Linked DNA regions of Oryctolagus cuniculus: region 2 is linked to region 1. Evidence: chromatin contacts called from public Micro-C data. All regions are on one chromosome and are shown on one strand. Each heading gives the region's core, a stretch centred on a gene start, on an enhancer-like site or on the middle of the called end of the contact. The rest is flanking DNA. Distances are from core to core; before and after follow the strand shown. Region 1 has its middle 15 kb from the start of CSF2RA. Region 2 holds the start of LOC100347948 (zinc finger protein 84).

Region 1 (7,391 bases), core at 2,918-5,417:
TGCCTGTCCATCTCTTTCTGTTTCTCTTCCCTGCCTCCCAGCAGTTCCTCCTGGGGCAGGATTGGGAAACCGGAACCCCCAGCTAATGAGGTCAGATTGTGTCCACAGCTGCACACAGTCCCACTCTTCCTGCATGGAAGAAGCAGGTGCAACTACTGGAGTGCAGTGCATGGGTGTGTGAGTGAAGGAATGAAGGGATAGAAGTGGGCTGAGGGACAGACCTGTCCATCATGTACTAGTCTCTGAGGGGTTAGCAAGACTTGGGGGACCTTGGCTAGGTCTTGTGGCATGCCAGTATGTGGGTGCAGGAGGCATTCCACCAACAGGTTAGGCTATGGCCCATGTGTGCTGTCACTCAGGTGTGTGGGGAGGGGCACCTGCTGTGTGTCACTCCTGTGGACAGCTTGTAAATCTGTCATCCTGTTTACCTGCATAAAAGCAATGCAGACAGGTGGACTTGCAGCAGCAAACTCAGTTTATAATTTTTTAAAGGGTGCTCTAGGCTTGGAGGTGGTGAGAGTTGCTCATGGTGTATGTGGTGTGCAACCAGGCATACTCACCTGTGCTTTTATGGGAAGCAAAAATAGCACCTGCATTCAAAGCTGCAGGGTTTGCCTGGAGGAAGCTGCTGCTACCTGAGGGCTGCACATGTTACTTTTGTGGGCCACCTGGAGGTTCCAGCATCAGGGGCCTTTGAAAGCAGGAGTTTGAAGTCCAGTCGGGGCCCCAGCTGGGTTCCCTCGGTGGACTGCAGGAGCTCACCTGCGCCTGGGGAACCCGAGTTCGTGGACCAGGTGAATGCCACGACCTGGGGGCAGGTGCACAAGGCCCTGAGCTATCCCCTGCTGCTACCTCCCAGATGTGCATGAGCAGGGAGGTGCAGTCAGCAGCCAGCAGCTCTACTGAGGTCCCTCATTGTGAGTGATCCATCTGGACAGGTGTCAGTTCTGACAGCTGCCTCACCTGCTGTTTGTGCTGGATCTCCCACAGGGATTTGTCCTTGTGAGATCTTGTATTGTACCTACCTTGAGTCCAGCTTTTGGGTGTGCGCCTGGGACGTTCTAGAATATTCCACATAGGTGCTTGTCACCAGGCCCACTGTCCGTTGACTTTCAGTGCAGCTCCCCTGTGCTATGCATCCACCTATCATTTATCTCCATCTATCTCCATCCACCATCTCTTATCTATCTTTATCATTGTCTTCTACTTCTGTCTACCTATCTTTCTACCTATTGTCTAATTATTTGTGTAATCCATCAACTATCCTTTTTCTGTCCATCATGTGTCTTTCTATATATCTACCTATGAGTCAATCACATTAATCTACTTATTATTCTGTCAATCATTTCACTCCCTCTATCTTTAGGTGTCTTTCACCTATCATCTATCCATCTATTCCATGTTGATCACCTCTTTCTTGTATCTCTATCACTATGTATGAATCTATCATCCACCCATCAACCTGTCTACCTCCTTACATTCCTGTCACCTGTCCATCGTCCATCCATCTGTCAATCATCTGTCTGCCTATCCATAATCAGCCCAGAAGCACAACCATCACTGGTTCTGCTCCCAATGCCAGCTGGTCACTGGCACCCCTAGAAAGCCATTTCCATAATACGTTGTGTCGAAATGTCACTCATGGGCTGGATGAGGAAGTAAGCTTGATGCAGAGGCCTAAGGCTGTGTAGCGATGAGTCCCCTGGAAAGCTACTTCCCTTTTTCTATTTAAAAATAATTTATTTGAAATGCAGACTTAAGAAAATGGGTAGAGGGAGGTTTCATTTGCAGGTCCTCATGACCATGTGATAGGATGACATCCCTATGATGTCCAGGTCCTGACACCCATGTGATTGGCAGGATGACAGCTGTGTGTTTGTGTCTTTTTCTTTAATGCTGAGGCTGGCTCTACTTCTGTCCTGCCATTTTATCCTGTTCCATCTGTGCCTCTTCAATAAAGGGCATGGCCTCTGTCTGTCACCAGCCAAATTCCCCCTCTGATGGCTTTCACTCATATGTCAGTCTTGTTTCAGAGGGCCCCTGGCCAGGCAGCAGCTCCCTTGGCTGCCATCTTCCTGTTCATCTTTCTCCTAGGATCTGGGAAGGATTCAGGGCCCCTGGGGACAGGTAAGCAGTCACCCTGGGGCAGGCAAAGGGGCACCTAGGCACAGGTAAGGCCTCAGCCCATGTTCACTTGTGGTTTATGGCCTCCATCCTGCTTTTTTTTTTTCTTCCTGTTGGTAAAAACACTGTGGAAATGGTTTTATTGCTTTTGTTTTGTTTTGTTTTGTGTGGTGCCTTCCTGGCACCACAAACAACCTACTCTGGGTGTGTGGAGAATCTGAGATGTCTTGAGAACCTGGGCTCTCAAGACATGAGCTGTGTACAGAATCTGAGCTGAAGCCAGGAGCCAAGAGCTCCATCCAGGTCTCCCACATGGGTGCAGCAGGTGCACAAGGCCCTGAGCCATCCTCTGCTGCTGCCTCCCAGGGGTGCATGAGCAGGGAGCTGCAGGCAGGAGCCAGGAGCTTCATCCAGGTGTCCCACGTGGGTGCAGCAGCTTCATAAGGCCCTGAACCATTTCCTGATGGCCCTGCCTAGAATGTGCATGAGCACAGACACTTAGATGCTTATGTATGCACTCAGCTGCAAGTCAGTATTGAACCATTCGCCTATCGATCCATCCATCTGCTCATCTACATGTCCATCTGTCCATCCATCCATCCACATATCCATCTATATAACCATCCATCCATCCATCCAACCCACCCACCCTATCCACCTACCCTTCCATCCACCCATCCATCAATCCACACATCCACCTATCCATCCACCCTTCCATGCATTCACCCACCCATCCATCTACTCATTAACGTATCTACCCACCATCTATCCATTAGCATCCATCACTCACCCATCCATCCATCTAACCATCCATCTACCCACCCGCCCACCTATCAATCACCTATCTGTCAATTCATAATGACATCAATCACCTGTACTTCGATCCACTCCCAAGTGAAAGACAGGGGCTCTGGGTGGTGGACAGCTGGGGCATCTAACCCTCACCATGCTTGGGTCATGCAATGATCACATATTCACCCCACAGTCTCCACTCACCCAGCCACCAAAAGCTACCTCCGCAGGATGCTTCTGCCTCCAGCAGTCGCCCAGCCGAGCCCTTGCACCTGCGATTCATGCTCTGCTGCACATACTAGGACCAAGCACTCCCATACGCAGTGTCTGGGGAACCCCAAGAGCAGGGGGATTTCCTTTCTCAGGTCACCGTGGACCAAACTGGGTCTGTGTGGCTTACCTTGTGCCAGCAGCACCTGCACCTAGAGTAGCAGGTGCACCTGCCATCATGGGTTCATCTTTGTACACCTGCTGCACCCACATGGGAAACCCGGATGGAGCTCCTGGCTCCAGCTCCCTGCTCATGTACACCTGGGAGAAAACAGCAGCAGATGGTTCTCACCCACCTGAGATACCTGGAGGGAGCTCCTGGCTCATGCACACGTGGGAGACTTGGCTGGAGCTCCTGACTGCAGCTCCCTAATCATGCACACCTGCAATTTCTGTATAGTATTTCCATGAAATTAAATAAAAATTCTCATCTGTTCCAGACAGGTGATGCCACGCCCAGTCCCTGGTGAACCCGCCTCCGCAGCAGGTCTCCTTGTCTCACTCACTGCTGGGCCACATCTTTAGTGGGCCCCACATCATTTCACAAGAACCCCAGGTGCGGTGCAGCTGCGCCACCCTCGCCCTAAAATCCCGCTGAACCGTTTTGCCTCTCATAGGGCATGCTCACTCCTTTTCTCCCCCTACCACTCGCCCTCAACCCCGGACTCTGGCTCCATCTCGGCACCTTGCAAGCGCCGCGGAGCAGCCCTTCTTCCCTTCAGAGCCTCGATAACTGGCACTCTCAGCGCACGCACAAAGCCACAACTGCCTCCCCCGCCCCGACCACCCACGTCAGAACGCACAGCGCAAGCTGCAACCTCCGCTGCGACCCCTCAGGCACCCCAAGAAGCCACGATCGCGGGGATTCCGGTTGCTGCCTAGGCTCCAGAACCTTCCCCTTTGCCTCCAGTATCGGCGGAGGGGGCCAGAAAGAAAAAGAAAACTACGAGATAGCCGTCGCGGCCCTGATGACGTCACGCCCACGGACGTGATGACGCGCTACGCCGCCGGTTGGACGGAGCCCCGCGTCCAGAGCGCCCGTTTTGAAGTGGCCGGCCCGGCCCCTGGGTCCTTTGTGAGGCGAGAACGGTGGAAGCCGCCACGCCCCTGCGCCGCGCGCTCCAGCCCGTTCTGAGGATGAAGGTGGAGCTCTTTCTGCGGTTGCTGAGAGCGGCGCGCAGCGCGTGTTCCACGAGTGCCTGCGCGCGGCCCAGGCCCCTAGTGTCGCTGTCCACGTGGCCGTCTCCGCGGACGCCGGGATGCCAGCACCCGCCCCGGGCGGACCCGGACCTCCGGACGCCCATGCTGCCGCCCAACCCCGGGGCGGATTCCCCGGCCGTGGCGCCCACTGACCCGCGGGGCCCAGAGGCGGGAGATGCAGGGCGGAGGTGAGGAGGGGGCTTTACAACCGAGCGATTTGCGGGGAAGACGTGGCCTTGGTAATTGGCGTGGCCAGTTTTGGTATGGCTGGTGGTCTTGGGTTGGTTAGGGGGAGTGGGATGGGAGGAGGAGGTTAGAAGGGCCAGAGCCCAGCCATGTGTTTTATTTCTTGGAGTGTTGTTGGGGGCGGTCCTGCAGCAGGGACGACTGTGTGATTGACAGCGGCTGCGCACCTGTGCCTGAAGCTTCAGCACCGGAAAGAGGAGATTTCACTGGAAGTTGCGGGTCCCTGGAGGTTTTTTAATTCCTTCAAAGAGGCACCTTCATAAGAAGTGTTTTTTTTTTGTTTTTGTTTTTGTTTTTTTTTGACTGTGAAGTGCCCAGTGATGTACAGATGTCACTCAAAGCAAGGGCTCATGGGAAGGAAGCAGAGACGCTGAGCTGTTAGGGAGAGCAGAGAATCATGGGAGGGGAGCCTAGATGCTGACCTGTCACTCACGTAGCAAGGCATCATGGGAAGAGAGCAGAGATTCTGAGCTGTCATGCTTGGAGCAGGGGCTGATGAGAAGGGGGCAGAGACTGAGCTGTTATTCACGGGGGAGGGACTCAGGGAGAAGAACCAGAGACCCTGACTTTTCACGGAGCATAGGCTCCTGGGAAGGAGCAGAGATACAGAGCTGTCGTGGAGCTGGGGCTCACCTGCTATTTCCAGCCCCATATCTGCCCCACCTGGGTTTCTGGGATTTTCCAGGGGCCCGCAGGGGTCGGAGTTCCTGGGCCCAGCCATGGTCAGCTGGAGTTGGGGTCAGCTGCTCTGTGCAGCCGAGAGGCTGAGGGCTAGGCTGGGTTGCACCTGCAACTGTCAGTCACCGGCTGACCCGGACTGTCAGTCAATCTTCCTGGGGGTTGAGTTTATTCCACAATCTGTGGGTAGATCCTTCCTGTCCCTGCTGGCAGTTAAACGGAGTGGCACACCCTGTGCCCTTGCTGTGGGCAGGTCCTCCCTCTCCCTGCTGGCCGTCACAGTGAGTGGCATGAGGATGATGATGAAGAGGAGGGTGTGTGTGTGTGTGTGTGTGTGTGGAAGTGTGCACTGCTGGGTCTCTTCGGGGCCAACCTGATGTGCTCCTTGGAGCCAGGCTTTGGCTCTGACCCTGGTAAAGGCAAGATGGACCGCTGTCAATTATTAAGCAATAATGTCTGATATGGGGTGGTGGGGCAGAGGGTCTGTGCCAGGTTGGGCAGGTTCCTGGGTGGACACTGTGGGGCCAGGGGCAGCTGTCCATCAAACCTACTTCCTGTGCATATGGAGGCCACACCCACTGACAGCCCTGGAAGCTCAGGAACAGCCAAGGACCGGGTTAGCACAGTAGGGGGCATGCCTACACTGCAGTCCTGAGTCAGGATCCCCACAGAAGGGGGCAGATCTATACCCCACCCTCACTGGCTCAGTAGGGGAGGGGCTTGGTCTGGGGCTAGGGTCTCTGGCACTGCTGTGGGAGTGACATATCTCTGGTGGAGTGGTAGGTCCCAGGCTGGTGTGACAAGTCCTGGGCTGAAATGGCTGCAGTGACAGGTCCCAGGATTCAGTGACTGACAGCTCCTAGATTAGAATGGCAAGTGCTGAGCTGGAGTGACAGGTCCTGGGCTGGAGTGAGTGACACATCACAGGCTGGAGTGACAGGTCCCAGGCTTTAGTGGCAGGTCCAGGATTGGAATAACTGACAGGTCCTGGACTGGTGTGACAGATCCAGGGCTGGAGTGGTAGGTCCTGTGGGTGGTCAGCAGTCAGTGGTCAGCGGTCAATGGTCAGCAGGTGTGACAGGGTAGGCCGTTGTCCTTAGACGCCACCTCTGCCCAACCCCCACAGGTGTAGACCTGACCAGAGCCACAGGGACCCCTGGGACTCCCTGCAGGCAAGATCCCAGCCTTCTGCTTCCTGTGGGGCCACCTGGTGGATGCCTTGAGTGTGGACATGGCCATTGGCACCTTGGAGATGGTGTTTGCCAGGCTCCCACTGCAGTGTGCCTGCCAGGGGCACAGGGGCAATGTGGCCAAGGTGGGTGAGGGGGAGAGGGGGCAGGGCCAGGGCCTGTGGATCTGGAGGCCAGGGGTGGGGCCTATGGGACCTGGCAGTGGCCAAGGTGGGTGCTGGCCCTGGGCGGGGAGTGGCTTGTGCCTTCTCTGTGGCCATTTCCTTCCTGTTGCTGCTGTCTGTCATTTCCGGTGCCCTGGCTATGTCCAGGTCCTTCCTTTCCCTGCTGTCCATCACCCTGAGCGGCATGGCCTGTGCCCTCTCTATAGGTGGGTCTTTCCCTGCTGTCCATCACCCTGAGCGGCACAGCCTGTATCCTCCCTCTGGCTGGGTTCTTTCTGTTGCTTCTGTCCAGGTTCTTCTTGTTGCCACCGTCAGTCACCCTGAGTGGCAGCCTCGGTGACAGCTGGGTTGTTTCCCAGGTCTGCGGCTGCCCCTTAGACTGGAAAGGACTCCTGTTCCACTGGGCTGGGAGCTGGCACAGAGGATCTGTATTCTGTACTGCTTCATGGCCATGTGGTGCAGGTAAGCCCTGTACATTCTGGTTGGGCTGGGTGGGCTGGGCCTTGGGAACTTCTGATGGGGCAGGAGAGTATGTGGGGGTGGGACAGGGACTTTTTGGGAGTTCTGGGCAGTGGGAGGGGCCTCCTGTGCTGTGATAGGCAGAGTGGACCCAGGCTCTGCCTCTTGCATTGTGATTGGCAGAGGGGACCCTGGCCCCACCTCTGCCTCCCCTGGACAGAGCTATGAGTGCTGCTAATGCTTCCAGAATCCTCCGCAACTGCCAGGA
Region 2 (7,232 bases), core at 3,362-5,861, 340 kb before region 1:
AACAGCAGACTCATAAAATGACAATCGCTTTAAGTAACACGCTGACCTCAGAATCAGCCCTTAATGAATTCAGATCTGGCTGAAAAGCCCATGAGAGAATTTCAGGCATGGAAAGCTAAGACACGGTGGCAAAAAATGTTCTACATGAAGAATCTCTGTGAGACCCTAGTGGAAAGAAAGGGCCAACTAAGAAAGAGGTACTTTTCTCTGAGGAGAGGAGAGAACTTCCACTTTGCTTACGGCCTTCTCTAAATATTGACGGAGTTTGTGGTCACAAAAGGCCTTGGCAGCTCATGGCAAGAGCCTTGGGTGACCACTGATGTCATAAATAAGAGTGTTAATTGTTAAATTAACAACAGGAGTCACTGTACACTTACTCCCTATGTAGGACCTCCATCCTTAATGCATTATACTATGACAATTAACTGTAGACCATATTCTCAAACAGTATTTTATATATTGTGTGTGGGTGGGTGCAAACTGTTGAAATCTTTATTTAGTATAGTGTTGGTCTTCTGTATATAAAGTTAATTAAAAATGAATCTTAATGAAGAACAGGATGGGAGAGGGAGTAGGAGGTGGGACAGGAGAGGAGGTGGGACAGGAGAGGGGGTGGGAGGGTGGGTATAGGGGGAATAACCACTATATTGCTAAAGTTTTACCTATGAAATCTGCATTCATTAAATAAAAGCTTAAAAAAAAAGACCCATGGAACCAACTGGAATTAGAACCTTCTTTCCATTTCCCTTGTGAATTTAGAATCTGCATTCTCATAGTCATTGATTCAATTTAAAACAGTCTACTGATAGGCTAGCATTGTGGTACACTGGGTTAAGCTACCACCTACAATGCCAGATCCCGTATGAATATCAGTTTAAGTCCCAGCTGCTCCACTCCAATCCAGTTCCCTACTAATACACCTGTGAAAGGCAGCAAGTTGGTCCAACACTTGAGTTCCTCCCACCCACACGGGAATCCCTAATGGAGTTTCAAGCTTCTGGCTTCAGTCTGACCCTGCCCTGACCACTGCAGCCATTTGGGAGCTGAAAGACACCTCTGTCTCTATCTTTAACTCTGTGACACTATGTCGTTCAAATACACAAAATAAATCATTTCTAAAATGTAGTTTAAATAAGAGATGGGAGAAAGTTTATTTATTAAAGCAAGGATAGGGGCCAGCGAAGTGGCACAGTAGGTTAATCCTCTGCCTGCGGCCAGCATCCCATATGGGCGCTGGTTCTAGTCCCAGCTGCTCCTCTTCCAATCCAGCTCTCTCCTGTGGTCTGGAAAAACAATAGAAAATAGCCCAGGTACTTGGGCCTCTGCACCCACATGAGAGACTGGGAAGAAACACCTGGCTCCTGACTGCAAACAGGCACAGCTCTGGCCACTGCAGCCATTTGGGGAGTGAACTAACGGAAGGAAGACCTTTCTCTCTGTCTCTCTCTCTCTCACTGTCTATAACTCTATCGCTCAAATAAATAAATAAAAATAAAAAAATATAAATAAAGTAAGGATAACATAAGATAAATACTAGGACCCAATAACTTCAAAAACATACACTAAAATGAAATTTAATGAAACTCAAAATATAACCAAAATCATCATCTACTACAAATTATAATATTTATATTGAGAGTGATATCAGAAAAAATTAACCTCCCCTTTAAAAAAAAAAAAAACACCTAGGATTGGCATCGTGGGTTAAAGCAGCCACTTTCAGTGCTGGCATCCCACACGGGTACTGGTTCAAGACCCATCTGCTCCACTTCCAATCCAGCTCCCTGCTAATGTACCTGGGAATGTGTTTGAATCCCTGTACCCAAGTGGAAAATTAGGAAGAAGCTTCTAACTCCTGGTTTCAGCCTGGCCCAGCCCAAGCCTTGTGACCATTTAAGGAGTGAACCAATGGGTGGAAGACTGACCTCTCTGTCTCTCCCTCCCTCTCTGTAACTCTGCCTTTCAAGTAAATAAATATTAAAAAAAAAAATCTATATAATGTAGTATTTTGGCTTTTCCCTCACACTGAGAAAACTGATAAATTATAGATGAAACCTCCTGGCTTAATCCAATTCTGAGAGGATGCCTTTTCCCAACATGTGGTTAACATCAATGACTGTCATTAATGGGAAGATGGACACCATCAAACTGCTTCCTCACATGGCACCTTTCCTTAAAGACATCACTGCTACATTACCAGATTATGTCTCTCACAGGAAACATTTCTCTCTTACAAATTGTAAACAACTTGCCAGAAACTTAGAGCAGTGCAGGGAATGATGTGCCAAGAGCAGCCAGTAACCCTCAAGAGTCTAGGAATCCTGTTCTTGGCTGTTTCCAAGTCATATTAATGGGCACAAAACGTGGTTGCTCAGAAAGTGGTCTTACAGTCGTTTCATGCGTCTGAAGCAGCTCTTCCCATCAGAAACAATTAACTGTTCATTCACAAGCATTGTGGTAGACAAGGTCAAAAACAACACACTGGGGTTCAGAGTAGAAATGCTGTCACCCTAATAACCTCTTTCCAAGATTCAGTTTCTATTTTACTTCCTAGATAACCTCATTATGCTAAATGAGCTTCATAAATTAGTAATCTGGTGACAACACCACTCTAACAAAGGGATCAAAAGCAGGTAATAACAGTTGACATTCTTACTAACAGAATAAAGACGGGCTGAGGACAGAAATCGAAAAGCACCAAAATATATCATCAGCTACGTTTCCATGGCTTCAAGCTCCAGGTTAAAAAAAGAGGGATCAATCCACAAAGCTACTGAGCACCCTTCACGCTGCTCCCGCTGAGAAAAAGGCCAAACACGCAGGGCCCCAGCTGCCTGATGTGTCCCTGCGGACCCCACCAGGTTGACGAGGAGCAGGATGGGGGACCCTGGGGCAGACCCTAGTCTGATCCTCTATCACCACACCCACTGCTGGTCACCGAGCCCCTCCCCACCAGAACCCCCTCAGGATACAAACAGGAAGCTCAGCCCGATGGCATTCTGCCATCCTTGCAAAGTGGGAAGCGGGGTTATTTAAATATAGAGAACCGAAGTCTCACGGCCTTCCTTCGCTGGGCTGCGATCGGCTCTGCTTCTGCAGTTCCCCCCTCCGGTGCACAGTGAGGAGCGTTTGAGCGAGGTAGCACTGGGCTGCCGGGGAGCGGCGGTGCGAGACACAACACCCAGGTCCCAGTCCTGACCGCGCCCGAGGACGCCGCCAGGGTCACCGACAGGCAAGGACCCACGGCTAGGAGCCGCCAGCCGCCCTCGCACCCACCCCTCTCCCTCACGCATCCGCGCCCCTCCCCGTTTCCGTACCTGCCTTGGAGCAAAGCGGAGACCAGGGGACAGGGAAAGTCCGCGGCACGTGGGACCCACGGGCGCCAGACGCAGACGCACAGAGCAGCGGTTGTTTGAAAACCGTCTGGGTCGCACTTGCGGAGCGAGACAGGCGGCGAGCGTGGGAGAAGCAGCAGCCCTGCCTCTCAGAGCCCACTCTGAGGAGAACGCGAACTTCAGTTCCCAACGCCAAGCAACAGAACCAAGCAAGCGCATGCGCACATTCCTCCCCCAATGCGCTCGCGCAGACATTCGGCGCACGGAAGACGTCAGCACCTGGCGCCTCTGGGAAATGGAGTCCAGGCCGCTGCACGCTTAGATCTGCCGACCGTCCCAGGGGCTTAGGGGTGAGGGTGGGTGGGCAGACATCGAAAAACAGCAAAATAAATCCGCCACGTTTCCGGGGCCTCATACTCCGGATTGCAAAACTCTGCTAAGTAATCACGGAGGAGGGAGCCATCCCCAAACCCACTGTACACCACGCACGCTGCTCCCGCTGGGGAAACGCCGAGCACACAGGGACGCAGACGCCAGGTGTCCGCGGGGCCGGCGAGGGTCAGGATGCGGGCAGGGGGCAGATCCTAGTTTGATCCTCCTTCCCCGCCCCTCTGCCGCCTCGGGCTCCCGGCTGAACGCCACCGAGCCCCACGCGGACGGAACCGCCGCGGAATGCTGCAGGAGGCCCGGCCAGACAGCATCCCGCGGGTCATTTAAATATAGAGAAGGCGGTCTCACCGGTTCACTGTGCTCCCGCCTGCAGCTTACGCAGTGACCACACATGGTGACCTCGCTCTTGTAACCACTAACTACAGCACAGTGAGGAGCGTTTGAGCGAGGTAGCACGCGGGACCGGCCGTGGAAAACACGACACCCAGGGCCCAGCCCTGACTGCGCCCGAGGACGCCGCCAGGGTCACCGACAGGCAAGGACCCACGGCTGGGAGCCGCCAGCCGCCCTCGCACCCACCCCTCTCCCTCACGCATCCGCGCCCCTTCCCGTTTCCGTACCTGCCGTGGAGCAAAGCGGAGAGCGGGGGACAGGGAAAGTCCGCGGCACGTGGGACCCACGGGCGCCAGACGCAGACGCACAGAAGCAGCGGTTGTTCGAAAATTGCCTGGGTTGCACTTGCGAGGCAAGACAGGCGGCGAGGGTGGGAGAAGCAGCACTGCGGCCTCTCAGAACCCACTGATGAGTAAGCGAACTTCCTCCGTTCCCAACTTAAAGCCGCTTGGAGCAGCACGCGCATGCGCTTGCGCATGCGCAGCTACAGGCAATTGGAGGCCGGAAGACGTCAGAGTACCTGGCGCCTCTGGGAAATGGAGTCCAGGCCAGGGCGTTCCTAGAAAAACCAGCTGGGTTTTTGGGTGGAGGCAGACTGCGTTGGAAATAATTTATATGTTGGTAGCTGAGAAAAAAATCATTGAACTAGAATTGACACTCAAATACAGTAGTGTTTTGGAAGCAGGTTCAAAAAAGCATTTGTCAAGGATTGAGATATTTATTTTCTGCATGGTTCATATCCAAATGTTCACAACCACAATGCATCTGACTGCAATCATGTGCTAGTAATTTATGTCAGTGATTATCTTGCTCACGGTGAAACCAGAAATGCTCTCAACAGGGAGTAAGTGTAAAGTATTTGTATATAGAACTCAGAACCTAAGCTACTTATTAAAAGTTGATTTTTTTCTCAATAGTATTTTTATGTACTAAATATTTACACCAATATCAAAGATATATTTTGGTAAACTAGAGAGGCATAGGCATGCATGTTTTCTTCTGTTAATAGAGGAGAAATTGAAGCAAAGTACCACAGCCTTCTCAAAGAGCTAAAATTGAACAAATTTGAGGTTATGAATTTTTGAAGCAGTTAATACAAAGTGGATGATTTGTTCCATTCAAAGAAAGAAAATATGACCTTAGCTATCTAATGAAATAGTGAATTAGAAATTATTTTTTGAGAATGTGAAAGAGGTAAGTGCTATCAACATGATGTTTTTGAAAGGTCTTTACTGGAACTGTCAAAGATGTACTATACAAAGGAAAACATAGATCAGTTAGCTTTTCAAAGCACAGCATGCCCAGACTCTTGCATTCTAACCATTGTAAACTACCAGTCTAAGCTATTGACTCTATACCGCGAAAGATTCGCTGCTACTTTGTGCAAGAATTTAGAAGGTTGGACGAATGAGGCAAATTCCAGACAGTAAAAGAATCCCTTAGCCCTGAATAGAAGTTCTTTTTTTCCCTAAAAAAATTCTCCAGAATGAAATTCTCTCTAGTTTATATGAACATGCATTCATCGGATCCCAGGGGAATGCTGAGCTGTCACACACATACACGTCCCATAAAGATGTGCATATTCAGTATACTTCTGATCTCTGAGCTTTCTTTTCTACTAAGCTACACATTCCTTTTTATCAACATGTACACTACTGATGCTGTTGTTGTATTGGGAGCAAGTAGCAATAAAATTGTTAATAGATCTAGAGAAAAAAAAAACTGGAAACCAGAGGGCATTTTCTTTGGTTGCATCCCTACTTTTCTTCCTCCCCACCCCCAAATCTCAAGGAGCTGTTGGTGTTCTTCCTTTCTTGAACCAAAATCATAGAAAGTGAAAACCACTGCTGCTAACTGGGCCCAAAATTACGATTCTCTCATAAACTGTCTTCTCAGAAAAATCTTACTGGCTGCTTTGTTACTGGAAAGCTTCTCAAATAATAAATGACTATGAATTCAATGTAACTTTTAGCAGAGGTGTAGACAGCATAGTTTAGCATCCAGATTTGAGAATACAATTTTTATTTGTGTGTTATTGATGTTTGCTGTTCTTTTAAAATCATTTTACGCCATCCTCTAATACACCAAGTACAGAAAACAGGGGAACTGGATACAGAACTAACATCGCCAAGTAGCTTGTAGGAGCCAGGTTAAGAAAGTAAATGCCTTACATCGTATCATTTATACCTTAGATTAGTTCTGGAGATAGTATTATCAATTTATGAATAGAAAACTTGGGTGGAAAGAGTTTAGAATTGAATTTGTCCATGACAATATGGTTAAAACTCTAGATTAAAGGCCAACCAAAATGAAATGCTGGTTTTAGAAATCTTTCTTTCGTCTTGGGGCTCAGTTTCTAAAACCTTCAATTTATCATCTGGAAAACAAAAAGTGAGAGAGAAGAATATCTACAATGATAATCTATGCTGTAGAGCCCCGCATAGGATTATAGTTTGTCTAAAAATGGAAGAAGATTCAAAGCAGCTACTACTCCATGGTCATTTTTTCCTATGTTTAACATCAAGATAGCATATAAATATCATGCATACTTAGGTATATGTGTGTACTTGATTTTTTTAAGTTTTTAAATAGAAACACAAATGGATAGCTGGATGACAAGGAGTTCTATGCTTATAATTACTTCTGTCAGTTATAATTCATGAGATTAGAGTTGCTGGATAAGGAAGGCTTAAATCTATCCATTCATTTCACGCTAGTATTTACTATGTCAGGCAATGCTCTTTGGGTAGATTGCTCTTTCTTACCAGACTGAAAACTTCATGAAAGCAAGAATCATGTTTGCTTTGACATTAAAACTCACCATCAAGACAGAATCAGTCTCTTACTTGAATGAATAAATGAGGGTATAAAAAATAAACACAATTTTGGAGAAATCTATTTGATGACTGCCACAATTTGTTGTTTTGAGACAAATTTGATAATAAAAGGGGCATATTAATAACTACACAAGTTTGAAGTATATAAACAGGGACTATCCAGAGCCAAGCAGGTTAAATGTTAACCCTATCTATGTAAGAGATTCCATTCATTTATTTAGTAAGCATCTATTGATCATTCTTGTGTGTGGTATGTTGAAAGAATTACGAGCAGGGG

Evidence for each region. A called contact is a pair of places that touch in the nucleus more often than the background predicts.
Region 2: a Micro-C map of ear pinna shows a contact between it and region 1, with 12 times the contacts expected there. The contact joins the promoter of LOC100347948 here to the enhancer-like site in region 1. A contact is called at or near these places in 2 of 6 Hi-C or Micro-C datasets (ear pinna and an unstated tissue).

Annotation. Positions count from the first base shown.
Region 1 is chr20:3,363,562-3,370,952 of mOryCun1.1, reverse strand. No RefSeq gene overlaps it. Among named protein-coding and RNA genes, the nearest start is that of CSF2RA, 15 kb to the left of the region's middle. Within about 2 kb of position 4,167, at least 6 of the 8 cell types and tissues checked have an H3K27ac peak or open chromatin away from gene starts, as enhancers often do. A contact at or near this core is called in ear pinna, where this site is marked.
Region 2 is chr20:3,701,029-3,708,260 of mOryCun1.1, reverse strand. It overlaps LOC100347948 (zinc finger protein 84), which reads right to left and starts at 4,611. Exons shown (of 7, transcript XM_070065655.1): 1 at 4,346-4,611; 2 at 3,318-3,496. The coding sequence starts at 4,596.